Linked DNA regions of Mus musculus: regions 1, 2, 3, 5, 6 and 7 are each linked to region 4. The links are chromatin contacts, called in public promoter capture Hi-C maps. All regions are on one chromosome and are shown on one strand. The core of a region is the stretch at or near the end of the contact, and the rest is flanking DNA. Distances in the headings are between cores, read along the strand shown.

Region 1 (2,788 bases), core at 263-2,762, 900 kb after region 4:
CTAGGCTTCTACATAGATATGGAGTTAGGGCCACTCTCAGACACTATGGCCAGCAGAGATTTTGATAACTCCATTGCAGTTAAGTTGTACAGTTTCTGAGCCTTGGATCCAGCAGGGTTCAAGTCTTCCTCCATGGAGGTCAATGACCTGTCTACCAGTCAGACAGCTCTAGACATTCTTAGATGTTAGAAAAGAAATGGGTGCATCTCTGTGGAGCAGAAGGACCTCAAAGGAAACAGAATCTACTACCCCATGGAGGCAAGCTACTGTTCAGCAAGACACAATTGCCCTAGACTGCAGAACTGTGGTCCTGAGCGCATCCCTGACAGCTAGACTCTGGAAGCAGGGAGAAACTCAAGAGGCAAGCTCCACATCTGTGACTTGCAGTTCTCCAGACTGGGAAAGGGGAAATTGCCACTGGAGGGGTAATCTCACAGTTTCTTACTGAGTAGCAGTTCTTCCTGATTTATTGCTGAACTGCAGGGTCAGCAGCAAACACTCAGGTAGGCTCTCAGGTTCTCCTGAAACTCAGGAGGTATCTATCCTGTTTTCGAGGCTAGGTGTTTCGCGGTCCTGTTTCAGTATCTGTACTCAGGGACCCTAAGAGCCAGCCTAGCAAGGACCATCTGGCCACACAACAGGGTTCCCAAATCAGACGTGGAAGGGCCCCTTTTTCAGAAAACAAAAAGAAAATCCCGCAGCTGTCAAGGGGCTGCTCTGTAACTTTCTCGGCCTGCTGACAGGCCCGCAAAAACAGAAGTGTGGGATGAGGGGGCACACAGGACGCTTTACTCTTGCTGCCGCCCCAGGCAGCTGCAGGTTTCTGCAGACAGTGCCCCCACGACCTATACCTTCGTACAGTGGGCCAACGCTTAGCCCCGGACAAGAGGGCACTCAAGGACAGGCAGGCACCGAGGGTCGCCTGCGTCTGAGGTTCCTAGGCTGGCCTCGAGTGACCCACACCTCCGGCGCGCTTCCCCCTCCCCTTCCCGCTCACCACAAGCCAGGCTACTGCTCCCAGGACAAACATGGAGCATCCCGGCTGATGCCCTGAGGCCGAGCTCTACGAGTCCTAGGCCGTCTGGCCGGCCGCCTACCGTGGAACTCACCTTAGCGAGCCGGCGGCGCCTCCTCAGCGCTCGCGATCGGTCTAGGCGGGCGCGGCCCTAGTGCCGGCCCTCAGTCGGTTGACCCACAACTTCGACCGGAGGGCACCAAGGGCCCCTTCGCGCCAGCCGCGATGCTCCGCCGGCTTAGCGCGTTTTGGCCGCGAAGATCCGTCTCGGCCCGGCAACCTTACAAACGCCTCCGTAGCTAGCGCCCGCCGTCCCGCCCGGCCTACCCGCTACGCCTTACGCTGCTTCCGTAGCGTGGCGCCCAGCCGGGGCCCGAGGCTACAGCGCGTCAGGGGCGCACGCGGCACTGGGAACCCGGAGCCGGGACTACGGCTCCCACAGGGCAGAGCGACGCGGCTCAAGGCACGCCGGGAATTGTAGTCCATGAATGGTCCTACCCTCTACTCTTTCCCTGAGATTTCGCCCTCCCAACGTGACCGGAGACGCTCAGTTCACGGATGCAGTTGGTACTCCCAAGCTAGTTTGATGTGGCGCGCTGGATCCGGGAAGAGAACGGACTACAGCTCCCAGGATCCCCTTAAGATGGGCTTTGGGCTCCGGTAGGCGTCCACGGGGTTCGAGTGTTACTGCGCCAGGGGAGATGTCGGGAGTCTGGGTCGTGATTTTGTACAAGGTCTGAACCGGTTGTCTGCTGCGTTGGGGCAGTAGGTGGTACAGTCCAACCTAGCTGCCTTGGCTGCTTTCTACCTCTTCCAGCGACTTCTGGTTTCTTTCCCAACGGTCTGAAGCAGCAACCGTGCTGGCACTGCTCCTTCCGAGGTTACTCCATCTGAGGTCTGTGTTTACTCGAGTGCTAGATAGGCACGTCACTTTTTCTAGAGAAACACTGGCATCTGAGGCAGTCCTTTGAGTTATGTTCACAAGAGCCCCCAAGCTATTTCCCATTAGAGCCCTTTGGCTCCCCCGAATTAACTTAATTCCAGCCACTTGTCCTCTGCAACTGAAAGCTAACTAAGAATCAGGCTGCTAGCCGGGCGTTGTGGCCCACGCCTTTAATCCCAGCACTCGGGAGGCAGAGGCAGGCAGATTTCTGAGTTCGAAGCCAGTCTGGTCTACAAAGTGAGTTCCAGGACAGCCAGGGCTATACAGAGAAACCCTGTCTCAAAAAACAAAACAAACCAAACCAAAAACCAACCAAAAACCAAAAACCAAAAACAAAAAACAAAAAAAAACATAGCACATAGCAAAAGGACACCCGGCACTCTGAATGTTGTGTGAGAGATTGGGTACTATTTGCCCCCGGACCCAGAAAACCTGAGTCTGGCTCAGTAGAGACTACAGATAATGTTTCTGGGAAATCATTCATGCTCCAGAAGCTAGAAAGCTAAAGACTGGCCATTGAATTCAGGATGCTGTGGGGACACCTATGCCTGAATGGGGAAGACACCAAATTTTGGCAAGAGGAGAGGAGCAGAGGCTGTCTTCCTGAGCCCCCTGACAGTGGTGAAGTCACTGCTCATTCATCAGTAGGTGATACCCATGATCAGGAGAATGGCCAAGCTGGATCCAGGACAGTATCTCTGGTCACTACGGGTCATCACTAGTGCAATGATGTATCACTGCACTAAGTAAGATGATCACACAGCAGGTAAAGCTGGATCATCCCAGGTTGGCTGAGCCCTGATCTATGCTAGTGTAGTATGGGCCAGAAG
Region 2 (2,700 bases), core at 10-2,509, 840 kb after region 4:
CAAAGCCTTTCTGAGCAGGGCTGTCACCCTGGGACGCCCAGTTAAATACCAGTCAAGGCTGCCTGGCTGTGCAGAGGTCTTTTCACATACCCTGCAAAGTAAAACCATGACTCTTCCTTTCCTGCGCTGAAGATGCCTGCTGTGAACTGAAGCTGAGAGGTGCTTGGGGAGGACTTACAGAGAAGATCCAGCGCTACTGTTCAAAAGGAAGGGTCCTCCACTGATGTCCTGGCAGTCATCACCCTTGACAAGTCCTAACTGCTAAGAGTGGTAGATGTCTTACCTACACACTCAGCTGTTATTTACCAGACCGCCAGTACTCAGAGCAGTAAGACAGGGCTAACAAGACCCCAGAGAATGAAGTAAAAAAGCAGAGTAAAAGGGACTCGGGAAGCGACCAGGAAGGTAGAATTAGTCCAGTGATATAAGATGACAGGCCCACTGCACATTAATTCCTCCGGAGTCAGCAGCCCCTGTGATCCAATCCCACCCACTGTTAGCTACGATTTTACCTTAAATATCTAAATTAAGAGGCAAGCTCAGGCAAGTGCCAGTGATGCAATCTACCTTGTGTATTTTTTGCCATGCACCCGGAAGTTAACAAAAATCACATCGCAGCAGACCTATTTTCTCCCTGCACAGGGTGCGGTGTCTCTGAGCAAACCCCTCCGGCGGCAGTGCGGTGAGCACCGGGCCCGTCGTGCGGTATCTGCCGCGCGGCCCATTCCAGGCCCTAATGGACTCCAAAGACCTGCTGCTGTGACTTCTTAGTAGCCACCAGGACCCGCGCCCGCTTGCCGACGGCTCCTCAAGGCAGGGCCAGAGGATACCGCAGCGACACGCGCAGAGGCCGCCCGCTCCCGCGACAGGCCGCTCCCACCTCGCGCGCCCACAGCCAACCCCGGCCTACCGTTGCTGTAGGCGTACGGGGATTCAGCTGCGCCGTCCTGAAGGCTCTCCAGGATCTCGCCTTTGCCCACGTCGCTGTCGCCCACCAGCAGGAACTTGAGCAGGTAATCGTAGCTCTTCACTGGACTGCCCTGGGTGCCCATCCTCCCGCCCGCCGCACCGCGGCCCACGGCACCGCCGCCAGACCTGCGGGCGAAGGCTGGTGAGCGGCCGTGCGGTCAGGACGCTGATGCTCCCGCCCGCTGGCCACCGCCCCCAGTGCACCCGCCCCGCTGCCGCCAGCTTCACCTCAGCCTCCTAGCCGCCGCCGCCGCCGCTGCCGCCGCCGCCACCCGCCGCTTCCCGCACGGCACCGCGCAGCCCCGCAGCCCCGCCCCCGGATGCGCCGCCGCCATTGGCCACCCTCCGCCGGCCCTCTCCGGGCCATTGGCCTGGCAGCCTGGCCGTCACGGTCGCCCCGCCCCCACGTCGCCCCACACAAGGTGCCGCCCAGCCCACGGTCGCCCCGCCCTGCCCACTCGCCACTGCTACTGGCCCGCTGCCACCCTCTTTCTCACTTCTGTTGGTCTACATGCTTGTCTATCACTGAAGTCCCGTCCCCGCTATTTCGTACACAGTGTTGCTGAGGCTGGCGTTTTTCCCCGCCTCCTCGCTGTGACCATTGGCTACTTCCCACTGATTTTCCGAAATCATTGGTTGCTCTTGCATGTCCATCCCAACCCCTACTGCTTCCTGCAGGATGCCTCAGAGCCATAGTAGCCGGGCACCGACCTGCAACATCCTGGCCTCCCGCCCCCTCGTCATCACCATTGGCTACTACTGCTAAGGCATTTGTGCCATCTAACATCGATCATAACCTCCTAGGCCCACCCCTTTCCTAATTCGGGCCAATCAAGAGTCAAACATTACACAAGTCTACCCTTCCCCCCTCGTGGACAAGCGGAAGGGTAGAGATAACTCCTGCTTCAGCTGAGTCCCGGGAGGAGGGTGTTGGAAGGGGGCAGGTTATCTATCAAGCTGCGTTGGCCGGCCGCTCTCACAGAGACCCAGAAGGGAAGTAACAAAGTTCGTCGTACACTGTGGGGCTCGCCTTCCCTGAGGGCAGGGCGGGGACAGCCACTTAGTGTTCGCCCTGGAGGGGCAAGCCTCTCTCCCTTGTGGGCTGTTCCAAGGGGTGGGACTTCCTCCTGGCTGCGGAGTGGGCGGGGCCGCTACTGAGTGTTTTGGCACAAGGATGGCGGCTGAAGTCCACCTCTGAGCTGTCTCTTGTGGGGGACATCCTTCCCAAAGCGGATCCTGAGGGCTTGGACCAGCGACTGAGCAGCGTTGGCCCGGTGAACTCCAGGATGGGCAACGCATTGCATGTGCACACTCGGTCGGCCAGCTCCAAGGCTGGAGGGCCACGGACAGCGTTCTTGGTTAAGAGTGCATTCACAAGTCACATAAATAGCAAAAAATTTAAAACGTAAAACATAAGCCGGGCGTGGTGGCGCTCGCCTTTAATTCCAGCACTCGGAAGGCAGAGGCAGGCGAATTTCTGAGTTCGAAGCCAGCCTGGTCTACAGGGTGAGTTCCAGGACAGCCAGGGCTATACAGAGAAACCCTGTCTCAAAAACCCAAAACCAAACCAAACCAAACAAAAAACAAAAAAAACCGTAAACATAGATTGGGACCAACGCTCTTGCACTGTAAGCCTAACAGTATGAGTTCGATCTCCCTCCGGTGACTGACCATCTGTAATCTCCATCTAGCTCCGGCTCCTATAATAAGAAAGAAAGGAAGTAAAGATAG
Region 3 (2,700 bases), core at 181-2,680, 730 kb after region 4:
TGTGTCTGAAGATAGCCATGGTATACTCACATACATAAAATATATAATTTTTTTAAAGACTGGTAGAAGAGGATTCTAATATCAGTCTCTCTCTCCTCTCTCTCTCTCTCTCTCTCTCTCTCTCTCTCTCTCTCTCTCTCTCTCTCTCTCTTTCTCTCTCTCTCTCTCTCACACACACACACACACACATATACTCACTCACACACACTGCCTAAGAAATACCTGAGACTGCCCTCTAACTTCTATTTGCACCTTCACATATATGATCATACACCACACACACACACACACACACACACACACACACACACACACACACACACACACCAGCTAGGATACAGCTTACTTCCCTTTCTTATTGCCCCTAGGCCTCACATCATTCCCAGGAGACAGACCTCCCATCTCCACAGCAGTTGGTCTCATCTGAGGACATTCCACCCTGAAGCTCCTTCTCTTCCAAGACGCTACTCTGCTGTCCCAACATCTGCTGTTTCTGGTCTCAAGAGAGACCCAGATTGGGGTCCCTTTAGCCTGCTGAGAGGTCTGGCTCTCCAGCAGCCCTTAATGGGTCCTTTTACACAAACCACCCTCCCTGGTCCATACAGGCTGCCACCACCTGACCTCTACTTCATCTCAGAGCGAACCTGTGGAACTCCATAAGGCAGGTCGATTCTCGAACCATTCCTACCAAGTGCTATGGGGACAGAGAGGGCGTCTCAGATCATTTGTGACATTGTCAGAAGTAACCCCTCCCCACTATCACTCCACTGTCTTGTGTTTTCATTGACGCTTGCTTTAGTCACTTGCTTGCAAGTGTGTGACTATGTCACCCAGAACAGGGATTCTTCTGCCTGACTCGCAACAGGATCGGAAGGGATATGAATCCTAGGGGCCATAAGGAGGGTGTGTGTGTGTGTGTGTGGAGGTGCGACGATGTCGATGTCTCCACTCGGCTTCTCTTTCCTCGCCCTCACAGGTGGCAATCCAAGCAAGGGCACATAGGGCCAGTTGCATCTGCGCAGGATCCGGAACCCCACTGCCAACCGCTCGCGCCAAGGACCGCAATTCTCCTCAGCTGGCAAGATTCTGGGTCGCCACCACTTTGTGCAGATGGGACACTCGAAGCTGCTCTTCGGCCGCGCGGCCTACGGGGTTTGTTATTGTGCGAACACCGGCCGCTGAGCGGGTGCTGCCGCCTGGCGCGTGCCCGTCGGTACCGCACCGGGAGCGCGCGGAGAGGAGCGGGGCGGGGTTGGGGATTCTCGACACCTCAGCCTGGCTCTAGAACCCGGATTGGTCCGGACGCCGGGAGCGCGCGAGGGCGCGGCTCTTAGGGCCGGGCGGGGGGCACGCGCGGCGCCGGCGGCGGCCGCGGAGGAGCGCGGGGAGGAGCGCGGAGGAGGAGCGCAGGGAGGAGGGGAAGGGGAGGGAGGAGGCGCCCGCCGGGTTCCCTGCAAAGCGGCCTTATTTATCTGGGCACAGCCTCAGCCTCCCCGGTGGGAGGCTCAGGGCGGCAGATCCTCTCCCACCGGGGAGCTCCGCTCGGAACTCTGCGGAGAGGGCCCTGGCGCGGGGCGCCGGGCGCGGGGCGCAGTCGGGCCCTGCTAGCCAGTCCAGCACCTCGGCCGCCTCCGCGCTAGGCGGCTCGGGTGCTGAGCTCCCCATGACGCGAGGTCGCCCGGCGGACAGCGTGGCATGAGCCAGAAGCCCTGGCCGAGGTAAGGTGTGTGTGCGCGCGCGGCCAGGCTGCGGGGAGGGGAGGGTCCAGGTCGAGCCACTGCCTCCGCGAAGGCTACAATGAGGAGGGGGCGGGGTGGGGACTTGGGACTGCGCCGCGGCCGCCGCCGCCTGAGCAGGGCTTACGTAATCGCAGCCCCTTCCCCACCTCACCCTTCGGCCGCTGAGCCAGCGGTTCCGCAGCCCCTAACCCTAGTGGCCGGCCTGATTGCGCCCCGCTCGCTACCGGCAGCGCGGTCAGGCTGTATCTCCGTACCACGGAATTGCTGAGAGGAAGCACGGTGGCTGCGAGGACGCGGAACTGCAGGCCGTCAGCCCCCACTCCTTCTGGCTTGGCTCTGGGCTCTCCCCACTCCAGCCCTATGAGCCTCCGGCGGACTGGAGGACGTGACAGGTGTTGATACAATTAAAAGGGAGGAGCCATGTGGATATGTGGCCTAGGGGTCCTGGACGCCTTCTGGACATGAGCTGGTATAGAGCTGCCGCCCACAGCTCTATACCAGGGAGTGGGCTGGCATGTCTTTGGTTCTAGAAAAAGAAAATGGGCCTTGGCCAAGATTGGAAGGCTTCAAAATGGGGAATGGGCATCCTGAGATTGCTGAGCAGGGCTTCCATGTCCTTCTAGGATGTTAGTCAGTGGGGGATCCTCCCCACCCGTCATCCCAGGAGAGAAGGCTGCACTGTTGAGGCCTGGATCTGGCCTAGCAGCCCTCCTGCTAGCCCCTCCCAGCCCGAGCCAGCAGCTGACCTCCCAGGAGCAGATGGCAGATGCCACTTCACCTGCTCCCTCCTGGAGGCCCGACTTCCACTGCCATCTTGTCCCAGGGCCCACTGACCAGGGTCTTCTCAGGCCTCCCTGCTGCCCCTTCGGGACACGGGACCCTCTGTTCCAGCCCAACACTTTGATGAAGTGCTGGACAGCAGCCTCATCGCAGCAGGGGGGAGGGGCGGGGGGGGGGCCGG
Region 4 (2,853 bases), core at 286-2,785:
AGTTTGTAGGAGACTGGGTACTTGTTAGACAGACCCTCTTGTCTGCTTTAGGGGGTCATTACCAGGAAAGAACTCACATGTCAGCAGATGTGTCGATTTTAGATTGCATCCTCATATTTATGAGGCCCTTTATTCTCGTACTCTCAAACAGTGCATGCTATTTAAAGAGACGTTTCCAACTCCCAGGGTAGTGCATAGACCCCAGAACAAGAGAGCTGGGAAAGGAAAAGGCCACCATGGGCGTCAGGGAGGTAACACTCTGCCCTTTGCTGCTCTGTGCCTCCTCTGGTCTCCCGGACATCCCAGCCAGAGTCTCCTGCACTGTCCGAAAGGCCCTGACCACCTCAGCCGTTAAGACAGAACTCAGCCACATGTTCTCACACTTCTTGTTTTCCTTATTAAGTAATATTTCTTTCTAACCAAGGAAAAATGACTTGCTTTGATTAGGATACCCATCTTTCATCCTTCAGCCACATGTAATGGCAGAGAAGGAGCCTCCAGCCACGGGAGTGACTTCTTGTGAAGGAAGCCACAGACAGAGTCTAAGCTGAACAGTGGAGCTCTGTAGCGTTGCTTGTCAGGGTGGGCAGGAGGTGCAGGTTCCCTGCTGCCACCCTCAGCATGGACGGACACAACCTCCCCTCACCTAACCACTGGAAGGTGACAGAAAAATAACAAGACTTACGTTTGACGGTGCCTCGGGACTCCTGGAAACCTGCTGATTCCGAGCCCCATCCTAGAACCTCACAGTCATGGGTGTCCACCTGCCCAGTTCGAGTCCCAGGGCTTGTGACTCCCTTACCCCTGTCCACCAGCCAGCAAGACTTCCACAGCCCCACACTCCGCTTGCGTCCGTCCTCCAGCGTCTGGTACACCCAATTGGGGGTGAAGGCTGCTGCGTTGTTGAGGATGAGGGAGACCAGGGCCACCAGCACAGCGGTGGCCACAAGCTTCTGGAGAGTCATCTCTGACTTCCAGGACTGTCTATCTCGGAGAGTTCCAAGTCCCAGTCAGCCGCTGTGCATCCAGAGAAAGCCAAGATGCTGCTAGGGGTGGCTAGAGGACATCAGCACTCATCCTTGGGAAGCTATGCGGCAGCTCCAGCCCGGCACAGGAGGATGTCGCCCATGGGACGGGTCCAAGAGAGCTACTCACAGCCCTGTCTTAGCCTGCCTCTTGAGCCTGGAGCAGGGACAAGCCTGTGCTGAAGCTGGTCTCCCCAAGACCCATTCCAGGGAGAAATCTGGGGCACTGGCTGCACCAGCGAGAATCCAGAGTTGTAAGTGGGTCGTCTTCTTTGGAACAGAGGCCAGGGAGGCTGTGTCCACAGTGCCTCTTGCCTACAGCAGTGGAAAATGGACAGCAACTCGGGAGGCAGGCACAGCGTGGGAATCAGCCAGGTTACGCGCCTCAGAACGGGCTGTGGGAGCCAGTCTGATGGAGGAACAGGGTTGTGGACGCAGTGTGGGTTTGGCCACCTCTCTGCTATGTATCCCGTCTTGGTATCTCTGCCACAAATGGCAGGTCCTGAAAAGCAGAACGCCTGCCACAAGGAAGCATGTGTATGCGCGTATGTGTGTGAGCTCCCGTTTCCCTGTCTCTCAGCAGAGAGGAAATGGTTGTTTTTGAGGCTGTTTTTGGTGAGCAGGAGGGCGTAGCCAACTGCAACAAATAGCAGCCCTGCCACAGAGCCAGACACTAACAGGATGTGCTTCCTGATGGGAAAGGCCTGGGGAGACTTCAGAGGCCTGCTCCAGCCCACCACTGGCTGCCCCTCCCCATCTTCCTGTCCCATAGGAATAGTCAGGGATGCCAGCCAGGACACTCATCTTCTTACCTGTTGCCGTCAAACCTAGCCAGCTGTGCTAGGTCCCGGACCAGGGGATGCTGCAGACAGCACGGGCAGGCAGAATCCTCAGGGACTAGGTGTCCATCCATCCATCCATCCATCCATCCATCCATTGCCTAAGGCATGATAGGTGCTGTGAATCCCCAATGTCTAAAGCAGTGGTTCTCAGTCTGTAGGTCATGACCTCTTTGGGGGTCAAATGACCCTTTTACACGGGTCACCTGAGACCATCAGAAAACACAGATATTTGCATTAGAATTCATAACAATAGCAAAATTACAGTTGTGAAATAGCAACAAACTAATTTTATGGTTGGGGGTCACCACAACATGTGGAACTAATGGCAGGACAGAGTAAGGTGTAGAGGCACCTGAGGCAGGCCACCATCTGCTGACAGAGATCCATTCACCTCAAGGGAGCAAGTGTACTCAGACCTTACAAGGAAGGGGAACCTTGAGGAACCTCTGCAAGGGGTTGTTCTTGGGCTGGCAAGAAAAGGTGGGATTCTGTAAGGGGTTGTGCCACCAAGCAGGCTGGATAGCTGATGTGACTTCTGAGCAGCCAAGTTTGCTTACTAGCAAAGTGCTCGCTCCCCTGAGGCTGGACAGAGCGACTGTACATTTGCTCTCCTTCCTCATAGCGCTTCAGCTCTGGTAAATAAAAGCCACCAGGTCTGAGACTGTGTCCCGCCTCCAGAGCCTCCCACCAGGGTTCCAGAGCTGCATAAATGAACACAAGAACGCAGGAGCTGTGGGCTGAACCATCTCAAACACACGTACTGCACCGCACCGCACCGGGCAGGATTGGGACAGCCTGGTGCTGACTAGTGCACTGGCCGGGACAGGCCGGAACCGACCTTTCCTGTCTTCATGAACTGACATGCTGGGCCACCCCCTACTTCCTAGTGTGGCTGCCTTCAATCACACGTTCCCATATATAGTCAGGCTCCTGGCACTCCTTAAGTTTACATTCCAAAAGGCAAGGACTCTGTCTCTGTCCAGCCT
Region 5 (2,874 bases), core at 225-2,724, 870 kb after region 4:
TCAGGCAACAGAGGCGTCTGTGCAGGGGCCATCGATCACCCAGCCCTGGGAGCCACACAGCTGTGCGGATTGGTGCTACCGCTTAAACTAACCTCCCAGCCCGGACTAGGTGGTCCTTCTGGGGCCTTGGATCCAGGGGTTGGGGCTCCTCCTGTGCCTCCCTCCAGACCAGGCACCCGAGGTGCTGACCTCTCCAAGACCCAGAGGATGCTGGGCACTGGTCCAACACAGGGCACATCCCTACACTAGCCCCCACATACACAAAGGCACACTCATCCTGCCCGGCCCCAGCCCCAACCCCAACTAATGACCTGGCATGGGTTCCCTGGCTGCGTGCCTGGTCTGGAAAACTAATAGCTGGAAGGGCCAGCCCACCTATCCGTTGACCCTCTTGAGACTCAGTGTCCTACAGGGATGAGCGCGGGAGCTGAAGAGGATAGCTGGGACCCCAACACCTTTCTTTTGCCTCCCCGCTGCGGGCGCCGCCCTGACGAGCCCTCACGGTGCTGGGATCACAAGCAGCCCTTTCTATGCATCCGTCCAGAGCCGGAGCCCCAACTTCGCGGGAAGTGCCGCCCGCTCACCTTACCGCGTCCGCCGAACCGAGCCTGCGGCGTCTGCTAAATGTGCGCCAGGCAAAGGGTCAAACTTCCTACTTGCGAACACCGCGGGGTAACCGAGGTCCAGAGCTAGAAGCGGCGGCAACTCCACGGCGCCGCCGCCTCCTCCCGCGTTCCCCGACGCCGACTCGCAGGCGCCCACCAAAGTTGGCAGAGAAGCGCGTGCGCCACGGCGCGAGCTTCCAAACGCAGCGACCTCCGACCGGGCTGGGCGCGGGAGGCGGGACACTCTCAGCCGCAGACGACTCCCACCTCTTAGCACACTGCCCTGCGCACTCACCGGACGCGCTGGGACTGCTCCTGGAGGGAGCGAGGCCGGACCCGCCACAGTGCCGCAAGAGATTGGAGTGGCGCGCAGGTGCGGGGCCGAGTGAGGGGCGCCTGGCACCGTCCCCGCCCCCGACGCCTGCAGGCTGCCGCGGGGGTGCGTAGAGGCAGCCAAGTCTCCCGGGTCCCCGCAGCGGCAAGAGGGGGCGTCAGCACGCATCAGTCAGGGCTCTGGCCCCTGACAGCCGCCTGCCCACCCAAATCAGGGCCTTGGGGCTGAACCCTAGGACAGGGAGCCTCCAGAGCGGACTAGGAGAGGCCAAAGCCCGGAGCTCAGGCGGTGGAGTCTATATCTCCTTGCCAGCTTCCACTGGGCAAGCCAGGGAGCCTATGTAGTTCTTTTACTCCAAACAGGAGGCGTCTCCCACACCCCTTGCTCTACCCGCTGATGGTCACTATGCACTGACACCCCTACCCCTGGATACATCCTGCCATTCCCAGCCCCCACTCTTCACGTCCTAAGAGGTTCCTCCCTGCTTTAGGAGATCCAGTGCCAGTGCCCACTATCGGAAGGGCCTCATCCCCACTGGTGGCTTCTCCTGGAAGGGCTATGGGGTGACAAAGGACCCAGGAGGGTTTGGAATGCCGAGCACACAGTGAATGCTGGAACTCCCTTCCCTGTAATGTCTTCATGGCCAGAACTGCTCCTGGGTTGTCAAAACTTAAAATCTGGGCTCACACTTCTAGCCAGATCCCAGGGAAATTTGCGTAATTGTAATTGGTGAGTTCCAGGGGTGCATGTGGGCATGGCTCCCTCCCTCCCTCCCTCCTGCTCTCTCTGTCTCTGTGTGTCTGTCTGTCTCTGTCCGTCTCTCTGGAGTCAGCCTGTGACTGGGGAGGATAACTTAGCCCAGAGGTGTGCTGCATGGTTTTTCAAGCATAGAAGGGTGATTGTTGCCCCAGGCTTGCCCTGTGGAGGCTGAGGTCCAAAGACTCTTGGGACCCTAAGGCTCGTCCAGGCTCACTACTGGTTCCTAGGATTTCCCCAGTTGAGATTTGTGGAAGAAGTGAAATCTCTCTAGGGATTCTGGGTTGGTACACAGGGCAGTCATAGGGTTCAGGGCAACAAGCATCAGTACTTCTGGTCCCATGTCTGTGTGGCAGACATAATGGCCAGGGCTCAGCTGTTGGCCAACGCTCAAAGGTTACTGCCGGTTAAGGAGCAGGGCCTCTCCAGTCTAGTTTCCTTCTGTCTCCATGCCACCTTCCTCAAAGGCAGCCCACTCCCAACTGAGGGACATCCAGAGCTGGAAGTGGTGTTACGTATGAATTGTACAGCATGCTCCTTTCTGCCTGCCTGGCTCAGCTAATCAGCTGACCATGCAGGTGGCCTGGGGCCGGGAGACAGCTTGAATGGCCACTGTGCCAGTAGTCCTAGGGCCAGAAGACCAGCTCCTCATGGGCACTAACTAGAAATGAGTGCAGAGTCAGGTCACTGTGAGACAAGGAGAGTAGGGACACTAGGCATGGCCCTTTTTCTTTTCTCAAGGACACCTCTGTACTCTAGCGATCCTCTTTTTGGGAATTAGGGAATAGGCTGTCTGCCAATAGGGGCAGGCTGGAGGATGTGACCACTGTCCAGAGGAGGCCTGGCTCTGGCATCCAGGGAGTAAAGCCCGGTGTAGCTCAGGTGACTGAGCCTGTGGCCTGTGGAAGAAACCAAGAGGTCTGCCATGTGGCATCTCACTTATGAGGTTGACAGCCCTAGGGATGATCACTGCCTAGGCCAGCTCTATGGAGGCCCGGAGAAGTGAGACAGATAGATATCCAGAATGGGAAAAGTGGGAGGGAAGTGGAGGGCCCACATGCCCCGCAGTACCACCTTTTATAGGCCTTTTTAGAAATTTGAGTGAGAGGAGAGGAAGAGACCTAATCAAACAAAGCCAAAACCAAAAACCCAAAACAACCTCAAGGTATTTTTCTATTC
Region 6 (2,700 bases), core at 155-2,654, 760 kb after region 4:
CTGGAAGGCAAGGCTCACTTACCCGACATGCATGAACATGTAGGTGAGGAAGCGCCATGCCCGAGCACGGTGTCCTGGGTGATACACCAGAGGGCTCTTCATATATTCAGGGTGGTAGGTCTGGAGCACCCACTTGTTGAGACGTGCCCCGTAGCACAGGAACACGATGATCTGGGGACACTAGTGTTAGGGCTGGTCAAGACTAGGGACTCAGGAGGCCCCAGGGCAATGTGTAGGCAGGCCCACCTGGGCAAGAGTGACCGAGGCCATGAACACAGGGGGTGGGCAGGTGCGGTGCCTGTAGAAGTACCAGCGGCGGTCCACCTCGCAGGGCAGGATCTCGTAGGCCACATAGCGCACAAACCGCTTGTAGACACTCAGGCCTGGCTCATCTAGCAGTCCGTCTCGGGGCAGTGCCCGCTGTCCGTTAGCAATGGCTCTCTTGAAGCTGCTGGAACGCTTGCTGCTGATCTGAAGGGCAGGAACCTTAGTGTAGGTGACAGTATTGTTCCTGTGGAACCCTACCTTACTTGGCTGTGTGGCTGCTAATGGTCTGAGGGTCTTCCACACTGCCCAGGTCTGTAAGCCCTACCCAGTAAAAAGCTGTGTGCCCACCCAGCTTTGGTCAGGGTGCTGCGCTTGACCAGGCCTGGGCCCTCCCCTGCTGCCCACACACCATGGCACTGACCAGGTCCACCAGCTCCTGGTAGCAGACCTGGCCCCGCTCGTTGCTCTGAGCCAGAGCCACCAACATGTCCAACTTGGTGGGGTCCAGGGGCAGCTCATGGCTGTGTACCAGACCAGCGAAGGTGTCCGCACCGATGAAGCCTGTGTTCTCAGGATCCAGCTGCTGTGGTGGGGGAGTAGAGGGTGGGCCAACTCCCAGCCACAGGGCTGAGCTAGGCTGGCTAGGAAGGCTGGACCTTTGTGCCAGTCAGTGCCTGTTTGCTAGAACCAGCTTGTTCCCAGGCCCTGGCAGGGCAAGGTGCCTGGTTTGGCTGTTCTACCACCTCATATTCGCTCTACCAGTCCTAGAAAGGGGAAGGACCTAGGTCCAAGGACCACCACCCTCCATCCCCAGCTTTCCGTGGAAACCCGATGAAGCCAGACCTTTCTTGGGGTCGGGAGTCTCAGAGACCAAGGTCGTGCAGGGAGGGGGGTTTGGGAGGCGGCTGCCTGGGCCTTCTGCGAGCATGGTCCCTCCCCCGAACCCCTCACCGGCTGGAAGGGCGCCAAGGCAGTGCCAGCTCCCACCCACCACGCACCTGCTCCTGAATGAGCTGCAGCAGCGAGCTCCTGTCCATAGAGCCGGGCCGAGGGCCGGGGTCGGCCGAGGCCGGGAGGGGCTGCTCTGCGGACCGCTCCGCTCCGCCCCGGCCGGCCCGCTCCGCCTGCTCTGCTCTGCGCTCCCCGAGCTCAGACAGCGTCACCGAGATGCCAGCCCAGCGCGCACACAGCCAGAGTACGCGCATATCCTGCACGCGCACGCGCGGCCCCAACTCGACGCACTGCCTGGGTAGATCGTCCCCCACCGAACAGCTCGACCCAGAACCACTGCCTGCGTCCAGCTCTTGCACCACGTGCGGCAGAAGCTTCTCCCAGTAGGCCATAGCTGGCAGCCTGCAGCACCCAATACCCTCTTAGGCAGCCTGTTTTATTACCTTCCCTAGGATACTTTCTTTCTACTAAAAATAGGTCTGTGACCCATCCCCAGAATGTCAAGGTCCAGTTGCTCCCATCATACTTTCTCCTGAGCTGGAGCTGCTTTCAGTAGACACACTTGTCCTTATTTGCACTGTTCCAGCAACGAAGCCCCAGGTTCCCTATTCATGGCCAAGGCTGGAAGCTCTAACCAAACATCCCTGAATTGGATTTGAGATAGCAGGGCCTCCAGTGCAAAAACACCAGTCAAGAAGGCACAGGGGATAGCCAGGAAGAGCCACAAATAGCCACGTGAAGGTAGAACTGACTGCAGCTTGGATAAGGGAGGGGGTGTGCTCCTGAGGACAGTGAAGGTGACAGACCAATAGGATGTGTAACCATGGCAACCCCCCCAAGTATCATTCAAAACAATCTGCTACTGCAAAGATGGGATGGCAGTTATTCTTGCCCGATGGGCCTCTACAGGGAATACAGCTGCCTACAATAAGCAGCCTGCCTAGATGCTCAGTGGGACGGCAGGCCAGTAGGTTGGGACTGGAGCAGGAGGCAAAGGCCTCATTTTTCAGGGATCCCTGTTCTGTGGACATTCTGGGGCAGAGAGAACCCACCTGACCCAACCCAAGTGACTCGTTGAGTGTATGGATTCCTGTTTGGGTGTCTTTGGTGGTAGGAGGTCATGTCACAGGATCAACTCCGAGTCCATCATTCACTCAGCTTCTGGCCAGGTTGAGATCTATGGCTGGCCCTTGCTTGTAACAGCCAGGCTACACATAAAGCCCAGGTTCTCAGCAGAGCCAGGCAGGCTGCCTGGGCTGTGTGGAGTGTGGGGCAATGAAGAACCAACAGCAGAAGCAATGTTCCCAGAGAAGCAGCAGGAGCCCTCTCACACACACCCCCACCCCCATGACACTGATGGATGCTGGCATTACTAGACAGCAGACCCCTTAACTGGACCTTCCGTAGCCATTAATCAGCATGACTAGTGAGACCACAGAATGGGAACCAGGACACAGGGGAGACGTCTCAGAAGGGTCAGGT
Region 7 (2,885 bases), core at 47-2,546, 690 kb after region 4:
TCCACTGATTGTAATGTCTTCAGGGATCACCTACATTACACCAGGACTTCATTCTTTCTACTGTTCCAGGCCATTCTGCTCTGTCTCTCTTATTGGGCCTTGGATATGCCTCACATCTGCCAGCCGTCCACTGGGTTTGTTCTAATAGACTTGGGTTTGGTGGTGGTGGTGGTGAGTTTGAATTTCCAGGGATCTATGTATCACCCTCCTTCCAGCATTAGAATCCTCCCAGCAACCCTGTATACAGTTACCAAACCCAGACACTATTGTGGATGCCAAGAAGTGCATGCTGAAAGGAGCCTGATATGGCTGTCTCCTGAGGCCCTGCCAGAGGCTTACAAATACAGAGGCAGATGCTAGGCAGCCAACTGTTGGACTGAGCACGGGGTCCTCAATAATTAAAGAAAGGACTGGAGAAGCTGAAGGGGTTTGAAACCCCTTAGGAAGAACAACAATATCAACCAACCAGACCCCCCAGAACTCCCAGGGACTAAACCATCAACAAAGGAGTACACATGGCTCCAGCTGCATATGTAGCAGAGGATGGCTTTGTCATGCATCAATGGGAGGAGAGGTCTTTGGTCCTATGAAGGCTTGATAGATGCCCCAGTGTAGGGGACTTTGAGGGAGGGGAGGGGAGAGAGGGTGGGTGGGTGGAGTAACACCCTCACAGAAGCAGGGGAAGGGAGGATGTGATAGGGTGTTTCCAGGAGGGAGGGAGGGAAACTGGGAAAGGGGATAACATTTGAAATGTAAATAAAGAAAATATCCAATTTAAAACAAGAATCCTCCTGGCAAACAGAAACTGTCCTTTGGCCCTGGTCCAGTCCAAGAACCTGCTTCTGTAAATGTTCTCCCACACTCCAGTCTTAACATCTCAACAGCACTTGTCTATCTCATTTTTTGGTAAGCCCATTCCAAGGCATTCCAGTGAATCAAAGTTAATTTTGTGTTCTCCTGCCCACTGCATCTGGAACCTTCCTTGAGTATTGCTAGGTCAAGGTGATGAATGAAATCCGGATTCCGACCCCTACGGGAAGCGGGAGAGACTCTGAGTCTCTAGTTACATTCTTTGCGTTATTTGTCTTTGCTACCCTGCTACACCACAACCAAGGGACGCAAGGGAGACCGAACGCTGTGCTGTGGAACTTGCAGCTTGAGTCCGCTGGGCCGAGCGCTCAAGGCCGCCGGCAGAGGGCGCGCACGCTTTTCAAAGCTTGTTGACGGAGAGAAATGAGCATGCGCTGGAATTTGCGTTTTCCGGCAGAGTGGCGGAACTGCATGTCATTTTGGTGTCATTTTGCGACACCCCCGTGTGACACTCGGCGGCAGTGAGGCTGTCATGGCGTCGCCCTTCAGTGGGGCACTACAGCTGACCGACTTGGACGACTTCATCGGGCCATCTCAGGTGGGCCGGCCAAGGGCGAGTCGGGCAGGAGGAGGGTCCGAGCCTGGCCGTGCACCTCGGGAAACCTCTCTCGTCTGTGTCTTTTCCCAGGGCCCAGGACCCAGGGCCTCAGTCAGTCTAGTTCCCTTTTCACAAACACAGACAACTGAGGCCAGGGAGGGCCAGACAACGCGGTTACTGGGCCCGGAGCGATCCCTGGGACCATGGGAGTGTTTAGTGGTGACAGGCAGGTTTAGTGTTTAAAAAAAAAAGGTGGGGGGACTTGTTGTTATGTGATCTTAAGTTACTGTTGTAGTAGTGTCACCCAGCTGGTGATGCAGAGACATGGTGGGGCTGAGTTAGCCTCCACACACCTGTGAGATATCCCTTCCCACTCCTCTCTCAGAGCCAGTTGTCATCTCTGTGGACAGGGACCATGTTGAAGGGACAGGTTTGATGTCCACTTGGGCCACAGCCACAGCTAATGTTCCTGACGTTGCCTCGAGGAAGAGAGAGGGATACAGACAGACCGCCCTGAAAACAGGAGCTGCTGCCCTTGCTGGGTCTTCCTTTGTCTCCAGAGCTAGCCAAGTCCCATGACCCATAAAAGACGGGCTGAGCTGCCACACGGACAGGATGAACTGGGCCATCTTACCCGAGACTGGCCCTTTTCTGGAAAGCCACCAAGGTTCAGGAAGCGATAACAGGAGATGTCCAAGAGAAGGGGAGAGACATGGAGTTTCATCTGTGGTCGTGGGATGGAGGTGACCTCTAGATGTTTCCAAGGAAAGCCTTCCTGTCTGGCCAGGCCTCTGACACTCTGATCTCCGGGGGTGTGCTGCTATGTGCACGTAGGAAGGGCAGGCTAGTCAGGGCTTCTTGCATTAGCTTGCATATAGAGTTTGTAGCAGATTTCATGGTGATTCTGGAGAAAGAGTGGCCTTGATGGCATTCTCCTCACCTTGTACAGAGAAGGGTGGGCAACCAGAGCTCAGCATGGCTTCAGTGGCAGGAAGGTGGTAGAATTGGCCTCGGTGGTGAGCTTCACTCTATGGCCGGTAGCCAACCATCCCTGAGGCCCTCCATACCCAGCCCCCCACCCCACTCCCCACCCTCCCCACCCCCCGTCCAAGTTGCTTTCTCCTAATAGAGCCTGGTGTGGGGTCTTTCCTGGTGTAGAATTGCATCAAGCCTGTAAAGGTGGCTAAGAAGCCAGGAAGTGGCATAGCCAAGATCCACATTGAAGACGATGGCAGTTACTTCCAAGTGAACCAAGTAAGGACCCTGAGGTCTCACCACATCCCTGCTGGGGGCTGGCGGTGGCAGGAGGGGGAGGGAGGCTGGGGTGTGGATCTGAAACACACATCTTCTTCTGCCTTTCCCAGTCGCAGATGTGGCCACCCTGAAACTCACTGCATCTCCCCAGCTCTCTCACTGGTCACATTCACTGACCACGGGGAGCTGAGATGATGAACAGGGCTGCCATGGTGAGCAGCCA

Evidence for each region. Promoter capture Hi-C pulls out the DNA fragments that hold promoters and counts their contacts.
Region 1: a promoter capture Hi-C map of liver shows a contact between it and region 4, with 4 times the contacts expected there. The contact joins the promoter of Capn15 here to the promoter of Tmem204 in region 4. A contact is called at or near these places in 3 of 39 promoter capture datasets (liver and stem cell-derived epiblast-like cells).
Region 2: a contact with region 4 is called in a promoter capture Hi-C map of liver, with 4 times the contacts expected there. The contact joins the promoter of Rab40c here to the promoter of Tmem204 in region 4. A contact is called at or near these places in 2 of 39 promoter capture datasets (both in liver) and 1 of 115 datasets of contacts at active chromatin or transcription factors (pancreatic cancer cells).
Region 3: a promoter capture Hi-C map of pre-B cells shows a contact between it and region 4, with 4 times the contacts expected there. The contact joins the promoter of Fbxl16 here to the promoter of Tmem204 in region 4. A contact is called at or near these places in 15 of 39 promoter capture datasets (the 3T3-L1 cell line, 3T3-L1-derived adipocytes, the C10 cell line and 9 more), 1 of 115 datasets of contacts at active chromatin or transcription factors (bone marrow-derived macrophages) and 1 of 9 other capture datasets (macrophages).
Region 5: a promoter capture Hi-C map of liver shows a contact between it and region 4, with 4 times the contacts expected there. The contact joins the promoter of A930017K11Rik here to the promoter of Tmem204 in region 4. A contact is called at or near these places in 5 of 39 promoter capture datasets (embryonic stem cells, liver, pre-B cells and 1 more) and 1 of 115 datasets of contacts at active chromatin or transcription factors (pancreatic cancer cells).
Region 6: a promoter capture Hi-C map of hippocampal neurons shows a contact between it and region 4, with 4 times the contacts expected there. The contact joins the promoter of Rhbdl1 here to the promoter of Tmem204 in region 4. A contact is called at or near these places in 6 of 39 promoter capture datasets (the 3T3-L1 cell line, HPC-7-derived erythroid cells, cranial neural crest and 3 more), 3 of 115 datasets of contacts at active chromatin or transcription factors (bone marrow-derived macrophages, embryonic limb bud and pancreatic cancer cells) and 1 of 9 other capture datasets (macrophages).
Region 7: a contact with region 4 is called in a promoter capture Hi-C map of the HPC-7 cell line, with 8 times the contacts expected there. The contact joins the promoter of Ciao3 here to the promoter of Tmem204 in region 4. A contact is called at or near these places in 8 of 39 promoter capture datasets (the 3T3-L1 cell line, the HPC-7 cell line, embryonic stem cells and 4 more) and 1 of 115 datasets of contacts at active chromatin or transcription factors (pancreatic cancer cells).

What each region holds. Positions count from the first base shown.
Region 1 is chr17:25,984,362-25,987,149 of GRCm38.p6, forward strand. It overlaps Capn15 (calpain 15), which reads right to left and starts at 1,513. Exons shown (of 12, transcript NM_001347334.1): 1 at 1,110-1,513. It overlaps 1700022N22Rik (RIKEN cDNA 1700022N22 gene), which reads left to right and starts at 1,469. Exons shown (of 2, transcript NR_166913.2): 1 at 1,469-1,675.
Region 2 is chr17:25,918,455-25,921,154 of GRCm38.p6, forward strand. Rab40c (Rab40C, member RAS oncogene family) reads right to left here and starts at 1,260. Exons shown (of 7, transcript NM_139154.2): 1 at 1,198-1,260; 2 at 911-1,095. The coding sequence starts at 1,052.
Region 3 is chr17:25,807,669-25,810,368 of GRCm38.p6, forward strand. Fbxl16 (F-box and leucine-rich repeat protein 16) reads left to right here and starts at 1,431. Exons shown (of 6, transcript NM_001164225.2): 1 at 1,431-1,718.
Region 4 is chr17:25,079,579-25,082,431 of GRCm38.p6, forward strand. It overlaps Tmem204 (transmembrane protein 204), which reads right to left and starts at 1,536. Exons shown (of 3, transcript NM_001001183.1): 1 at 686-1,536. The coding sequence starts at 965. The region is part of intron 18 of Ift140 (intraflagellar transport 140); the gene reads left to right.
Region 5 is chr17:25,951,091-25,953,964 of GRCm38.p6, forward strand. A930017K11Rik (RIKEN cDNA A930017K11 gene) reads right to left here and starts at 1,475. Exons shown (of 3, transcript NM_001358019.1): 1 at 901-1,475. It overlaps D630044L22Rik (RIKEN cDNA gene D630044L22 gene), which reads left to right and starts at 382. Exons shown (of 7, transcript NR_152187.1): 1 at 382-1,668.
Region 6 is chr17:25,835,723-25,838,422 of GRCm38.p6, forward strand. It overlaps Rhbdl1 (rhomboid like 1), which reads right to left and starts at 1,405. Exons shown (of 8, transcript NM_144816.1): 1 at 1,266-1,405; 2 at 689-850; 3 at 247-471; 4 at 23-171. The coding sequence starts at 1,304.
Region 7 is chr17:25,772,480-25,775,364 of GRCm38.p6, forward strand. It overlaps Ciao3 (cytosolic iron-sulfur assembly component 3), which reads left to right and starts at 1,297. Exons shown (of 11, transcript NM_026238.4): 1 at 1,297-1,408; 2 at 2,567-2,662. The coding sequence starts at 1,343. Gm41550 (a long non-coding RNA gene) reads left to right here. Exons shown (of 3, transcript XR_876684.1): 3 at 1-65.